2 separate regions of the Callithrix jacchus genome follow, and region 2 is linked to region 1. The links are chromatin contacts, called in public Hi-C maps. All regions are on one chromosome and are shown on one strand. The core of a region is the stretch at or near the end of the contact, and the rest is flanking DNA. Distances in the headings are between cores, read along the strand shown.

Region 1 (3,665 bases), core at 138-2,637:
CTCCCCCATTCCTGCAAGATTTGCACTTTGTCCTTCCATCCTCAGCTTCAGTTCAACCTCTGATGAACTGGTCTAGCTTCGAGGGAAAAAGACTCCGTTCCCTGAAAATTTGTTAACAGTGGACAGAACCTTAAACCCAGACCTCCAGTGGTATGTTTTGAGCACTGACCAAATAGTGCGGGAAGAGGTGGCAGTGGGTGGAAGGGGAGAATACTTGGGGAACTTGGAGGTCTTCCCAAGCCTCAATGAAAAGTATTGCTATGTAAATTTTAACAGAGCTGCTTGGCTTTTGTTAGTAATTTAGAGCTATCGTTTCACAGACGATGTGGGACTCGCAGTGCGCTTAGGGGGTGCCCTCATCCTTTCCTCTCTAAATGTAGAGCCGATTCAGTACTGCCTTGAACTGCGGGTGCTGGGCGGGATCTCTGCAGGGCATCCCCGCAGGCGCCAGTTCTCCAGAGCGTCCACACGGTGGCGCGCAGGGTCCAGAGAAGGGCCTCGGGCACCGCAGCTGCCGCATGGCGTTTCCACCCCGAGGAACCCACGCGCAGGACGGGATTTGTGTGAAACCTGGACCCATCCGAGGCCCGGACCGGGAGCCTGGCCCACAAGTCTGTATGGGCCGACCTAAAACCCACCAAACACGTGTGTCAAGTCAGAGTTCGGGAATCAACCGAAGCTGAAATGGGGCCAGCTTGGGGTGGGGAGACGGAGAGGGGAGGGGCCTTCGGCACAACCTGCAGCCCAGGGGACCGCGGAGGGAAAGGGTCGAAGGTGCCTGGAAAGGGGCCCCCTTAGTGCGACATCTTTAAAAGCAGGGAAAGATTTCCTAATCCTTGTGGCCAGTTTAGGTGCAGCCCTGCTCAGGGGCAGGGGGATGGAGGAAATGGCCTGCGGGCTCCCTTACAGTGGGAGGACTGAATCAGACAAAGCCCTAAATCCTGCAGGGGGCCATCCTTGTCGCCCACAACCCAGGGATTGAGAGCAACCCCACAGGGGTCAGATGATGGAGGAGTGGGGAGCGCAGTAGGGTGGCCCCGGCTCCTGCTCAGATGAGCTGGCCCTTTAAGGCCAGGCCCAGGCGGGTCCAGAACAGAGACCCGGGAATGTGGGAAGGACAGGGGAGCACAGCCTCCCAGCATGAGTCATTCCCGTTTCACCGGACTCTTCGCCGCCGGCTCTCGCTTGCCTCCCTCCCCTTGTCCTGGCCCTGACCCTGGCTTCTGCGCCCTCCCTGCAGAGCTGGCCCGGGTGCGCTGGCGGCCTCCACCCGCCACAAGCGCGCAGCGCTCCGCCCGCTCCCCGCCCCTTTTGAGTTGATCCTGGAAGAGCAGGGGCCGGCAGGCTGGGACTCCCGATTCCTAGGACCAGCTCTGCCTCTGGGCTTGGCACCTTGGTGGTCACTTTCCACACCTATAATACTGGAGGGCAGAGGCCACGGACAGACAGAACGACGCTTTGCTCCTCCCCAGAAGAAAGGACAGAATCCAAGCGGTTCCCATGCTCCCAGCGTGAGATCCCTCTCTCAACGAGGCTGGCTCAGTGTCTTACTGAGGTCTCATTCTGCCCTGCCCTGCTCGCCCCTCCCCTGCCACTTACGGGCGGCAGGACACTGCCCAAGACTCATTGCTTTGGGTTCCCAGAGTCCTTGTTCAAGGGGTGGTTGCCTGGGGAAAGGCTGCCCATCAAAATCCAGCCAACCAATGACACCCGGACAGAAGGGGAATTTGGGGCGTCATGAAGCTGGGGCGGGAGGGGTGCGAGGGGGTGAGAGTAGATCCAGAGTCTGATCTGTACAGCTCTAGGCCTTTGGCCACAAGAGGACGTGGGTTTGGTGATTGGCAGGGGATGAGGCAGCGGGTAGGAGACACCACAGACCCAGCAGTCCCCCGTTTGCCCCACTCCTGGGTCTGCCCAGCAGAGTCATTTCCCTCCCTATTCGGCATCCTCCTCTCTGGTTCCAGCTCAGTCTGGCCCCTTGCCAAGTCCCAGCTCCCAACGCTGGTGCTATTCCATCCCTTGAAGTCAAGGATTGCTTCATTGTTCTGCCAGACGGCCGTTTATCCTTTAATCCTTGTTGGCCCATAGTTTTGTTTCTTTACAAAACTGGGGTTGGATAGGAAAAGAATGCCTTTTCTTAACAGAAAAGTAAACATGTTTTTACCTTGTTTATTGACATTACTGCCAGTGGGGGCCTTAAGGTACAACAGATCGTTCTGCTCTTTCTTGGACACAAGATTACAGGGCCATTCTCCCAGCGGGAGGGCTGAGGGGGGTAAGTGACTGCCCTACCAAAAAGCCAGGAGCCACAGCTCACTGTGGTTAGGCCCTGGGGCCTAGGGCAGGCCGTGTGCGTCCCATGGGAGGGTGTAGCTCTCCTTCCGGGTGACACCCTCCGGGTGACACCAACAGCACCTTGACGACAGTCCAGCTCTGCTTTCAGGAGTGAGCAAGCAGGCCCACGCATTAAGCTCCTTTGCTTATCTGCGAGATTGAAGGGACTGGAACACAGGCTTCCTTGGGTCCTTCCCAGCACAGACTGATCTAGGGATGAGGAAGTGGAGGCTCTGAGTGGAGAATCCGGACGCTGAGGCCATAGCAGAGAGGCCGCTGCAGGATACGGGTGACCCTCCCCTGTCATTCCTGCCAGCCCTGAGAAGACCCACATGGCAGCCTTCCTTTGTGGCGAGCTCACACTCAGACCACACACTGGACAGGCCCAGAAGAACAGGGGCCTGGGGCCCTTGTGTTGGCTTCAAAATGACCGCCTGCCCAGGAAAGCCAGGCCTCCCCTGAGAAGGAGACGGTCCAGACTTAGGCTTCTGGTAGCTGATTTCTCACAAAGGGAAAGGGTGGGTCTCAGCCCCGGAAGAGTGATTCGTTCAAAGGAAGGGACTTAAGCAAGCTTTTAATCCGGTGTCAGTCCTCATCAGAATCCAGTTGGGAAGGGTGCCTGGGCCTGTCCTACTGCGCGCACACATAGTGGGCTCTCAGTGCACTGGAACGATGATGGTTCCCACTTACAGAAGACACTCCTGTGCCTGGCACAGGGTTAAACACAGGACATGAGTCACCTTGTGCAGTCCTCTCAAACGGTTCTGCAAAGTAGGTGGGGGCATCATCACTGCAGTTGAGAATATGGAAGCCCAGAAAGCCTATGTAGCTTGCCCAAGATCACACAGCACAGTTTGGTCTGAATGTGTCCTAAAGTTTATGGGTTGGAAAATTAATCCCTACTGTAATAGTGTTGAGAGGTGGGAACTCTAAGAGGTGACTAGGTCATAAGGGCTTTGCCCTTATTTTTGAATGATGCCATTATCACGGCAGTGAGTCAAGTTATCTCAGGAGTGGGTTCCTGATACACAAGGTGGGCGTGGCTCCCTTCCTCTCTCTTGCGCTTGCAAGCTCTCTGGCCCGCCACCTTCTACCATGGAAGGATGCGGCACGAAGGCCCTCACCAGATGCCAGTGCAATGTTCTTGGACTTCCCAGTCTCCAGACCAGGAGCCAAATAAATTTCTATTGTTTATAAATTACCCGGTCTCTGTTATTCTGTTCCAGCAACACAAAACAGACCAAGACATACCCACCCAAAAGGCCAGTGTTTAAAATAAACACGTTAAAACAAAACTGAACGTACGACTTCATGTCACCCAGACCCTAGCT
Region 2 (3,664 bases), core at 1,030-3,529, 240 kb after region 1:
GATGTTTTAATGCTACTCTTTGATATGGTATTTTAAACTTTTATCAGTTGTATTCATGATAATTTGACTGACAGTTGGTAATATTTAAACAATACATTGTTCCTCTTATTTTACCTTCAGCTATAATTTAGTAGAAAATTTCTATTTCTTTTTAATAATCCTTATATAATAACAGATATAAACATGAATCTTCTGAGAAGAAAATTATAAGTTTTGCAAAATATTTAGTGTGTATTCGTTGTCAATGAAACATGAGCTTTGAACCAAATCTTTATCTCTTTGTTCTGTTTTGCATGTGAATTTGAGGGAGATAATAAAATTTTTTGAGTCAGTTCATTTTACAAGGTTTTTCTGAGAATTGAATGAAGTAAAGCAGCCAGCTAGTAAATAGCAAATACTTGGCAAAAATTATTTTTAAAACCTCAGCTGTTCCTTCTGGTCTGTGTTGTTTATGTTAGTTTTGATCTTCTTTATTATTGTCTTAAAGTCTTTTGGGTGCTAAAATAATGTACTTCTCTAAGATATTTTATGAAATGATTCTAGATTTAAAAAAACAAGATTTAGTTATAGATGGAACAAGTGGACAAATTATTGAAAGAAGCTCCAAATTATTTAAGGTTCCCCCATCCCCTGCTTCGTTAATGATAATCTGTTCTCATGCAACTATATTTCTAACTTCAAACATTAAGCAGATCCCTTAAAATAAATAATACTTTTCAGAAAGGATAAAAAACACTTAGATATGTAAAGTAGCCTCTATTTACAGTATAGATGTCCTCTGGGCAAATTAGAGATAAAATAATTAAATATTTCTATGGAATTTTTAGATTGCCATTCAGTGTATTCTAAAGGAAAATTAGATATGGATTTTTGATGGCAAAGAAGGTCCCCTCTGTTTTTTTCCCCTCTGTACTTTGCTATAAATAAGTAGTTGGCAGCTTTTTTACAATACACTTATACAAACCAAAAGCTTTTAAAAACCAAAAGCTGTGACCTTTGCAAGTGGTCATTCTGTATATGGATTGTATTGGACTTAACTGAGACTCAGAGGCCCAATTTCAATTCTCATTTTTCTTTTAAGTCATAGGAATTTTTTATCCTTGGGGAAATGCTAACTGCTTATTAAGACACAAACATACACACTTTCAAAGGGGTATTGAGGGGAAAACACATTTATGGAATTCATTCAACAAATGGCTGTTGAACAAATCACTATGCTAGGTTGTCAGGTACTAAAGATAGAACACCAAAAAGGTATTTCGTCACTGCCTTTTCATAACAAAATAAAGCCTCTGAGTGCTTATTCTATGGGGATAAGAGTCAGTGTTACCTGTGATTAAGTGCTGTGAAAGAGGCATGTGTATAGTTCCTAAAAATATGGGTCAGAGGAATGATTTACCCTAGAATGAGAGACAGTCAGGGAAGATGTCCCTGAGGAAATGAATTATTCTTTGAAGGATGACTGGGCATTAACTTGGCAGAAAAGGCTGATAGGCATTCTAGATAGAGGGAACGACATGTATGAAAAGCATGATATGTTTGAGAATGGAAAAAATAAATGTGGTGAGAAATTAGGCTCAAAGTTTGGGTGAAGATCATTGTAGGAAACCTCTAGATTACAGTGATTTTTAGCTTTATCCTAAAGGCTGTAGAAAGCTGTTAAAAAGTTTTAAACAGAGTTATGACACTTAGACTCCATTTGTTTGATATATTCTGATTTCAGAGATATTAAAAATGTCAAAAATAGTATTTCTAAGAATTAAATTGGCATATTAAGAATTGATTACATGGGCATTAAGAAATATTCTGACTAAAATGTGGACAAAGTGAAAAAATGTAAAAAGGACTAAAAATCAAAAAAACTAAAACAGCAAGATGTGTGTAATAGGGAGGTACAGTGATGAATAATTGATTTTGATAAAGACCCAAATAGAACTTCAGGAAATAAAAATACATTGAAATTAACTAAATGAGAAGTGCCACCTTCTTCACCCGTTGTCCCCAGATACTTTGACTTGACTTTGCCTCTCTATTCTCTGGGAAGGGCACATTTTAGGAGGATAATCCAGGATGAAATAGCTCTGCTGCCTGTATCTGAGGCTTACTAGATAGGGTATGTGACTTTGTGGATACAGGATGTAGTCTCTGACTGTGGGGTTAGAATAAAGGTGAAAAAGGAGTACAAAAGGGGGCTTTTGTGGAACTTTGGGAGAGGCTAATCTTGCAGTAATAATTTGAAGATGGAGCAAAACCCTGAGAGAGAGGGAGAAGTTCCCAAGATGCTGGGAAAACCTGTATGTTCATGAAGCAGGAATGGAGTGGAGATTGGAGGAGATCATTGCAAATTGAGCTGTGATTATCATGCCTCATTGAAAATCTCAAATATAGGGTTACTGCTGAGTGGGGAGGGACAGATGCCTCCCCCAGCCATTAGGCCTGGTAAGATGGCTGGAGAATTTCCCCGCCACTGAAGCTTTTGGTATGCGCCTAGCCTTCCTGCTCCCTGTATACATTGGTTTTGATGCTAGTGGACAGAGTAGAAACAGGAGTAGTAACTTGGTAGTTTCTTTTTATTACATTCCTGATTGGGTACTTTTGGTGACAGACTGAGAACTCAAAGTTCGATTAATAATTGATGTAATAACGGAAGAGAAAAATTAACGAACAAGAAGGTAGATCTGAAAACATTGCCCAGAAAGTAGCAGACAAAAAGAAATGGAAAATGAGAGAAAAATTAAAGGATATTAAGGATGAAATAAGGTTATACACACACACATTTAAAAATTGTTTAAAAAGAAGAATTGGGAGGGGAAAAGAGAATGAGAGGAAACAGTGTTTAGAGAGATAATAACTGAGAATTTTCCTGACTTGAAGACAAATACTTGAATATTATTGCTTAAAACAAAAAAATAGGCTTTACACAGTGGCTCACCGCTGTAATCCCAGGCTTTGGGATGCCAAAGTAGGAGGATCACCAGAAGTTCAAGACCAGCCTGTGCATTATAGCAAGACCTCATCTCTACAAAAATACTAAAAAGTTAACCAGGCAAGGTGGCACATGCCTGTAGTCCTAGTTACTCTGGAGGCTGAGGTGTGAGGATCCCTTGACCTCAGGAATTGAGGCAGCAGTGAGCTATGATAGCACTGCTACACTCCAGCCTTGGTCACAGAGTGAGCTTCTGTCTCTTAAAAAAAAAAAAGTTTTGGTTAAAGATACATTTATTTTAATCAATACAAAGATAGAACTAGAATTTATATTTAGGTCTTTTTGCTTCCAAAGCCTATATGTTCATTTCCTGACATTAAATTGCATGTCTAGCAATTGATGACTTATTTTGGATATGGACCATTAACTGCACCTTACAAAAATGAGACTATATCTGAGGTACATATTAACAGTAAAGATACTAAAATGATCTCAAGCATGAATTCATAAAATAATCCAAAATCTGTCATGAGCATTTTTAGCATTTGCATTCTTTAAACACCATTGATCATGATTTAGTAATGTTTAGTATCTAAGATTAACTGTTTGATTTGGTGTTTTATCATTTTAAACCACATTCTGTTTTGGTTTTTGATTTTAGGATCGAAAGTTAACAAAGTCTGAGAGGCAGAGATTTAAAGAAGAAGCTGAAATGTTAAAGGGTCTTCAGCATCCCAA

What was found. A called contact is a pair of places that touch in the nucleus more often than the background predicts.
Region 2: a contact with region 1 is called in a Hi-C map of skeletal muscle, with 12 times the contacts expected there. The contact joins two enhancer-like sites. A contact is called at or near these places in 2 of 3 Hi-C or Micro-C datasets (both in skeletal muscle).

What each region holds. Positions count from the first base shown.
Region 1 is chr9:13,740,509-13,744,173 of calJac240_pri, forward strand. The region is part of intron 3 of NINJ2 (ninjurin 2); the gene reads right to left. Among named protein-coding and RNA genes, the nearest start is that of NINJ2, 97 kb to the right of the region's middle. Within about 2 kb of position 1,388, at least 11 of the 16 cell types and tissues checked have an H3K27ac peak or open chromatin away from gene starts, as enhancers often do. A contact at or near this core is called in skeletal muscle, where this site is marked.
Region 2 is chr9:13,974,697-13,978,360 of calJac240_pri, forward strand. It overlaps WNK1 (WNK lysine deficient protein kinase 1), which reads left to right. Exons shown (of 26, transcript XM_078338381.1): 2 at 3,588-3,664. Among named protein-coding and RNA genes, the nearest start is that of WNK1, 49 kb to the left of the region's middle. Within about 2 kb of position 2,280, at least 3 of the 16 cell types and tissues checked have an H3K27ac peak or open chromatin away from gene starts, as enhancers often do. A contact at or near this core is called in skeletal muscle, where this site is marked.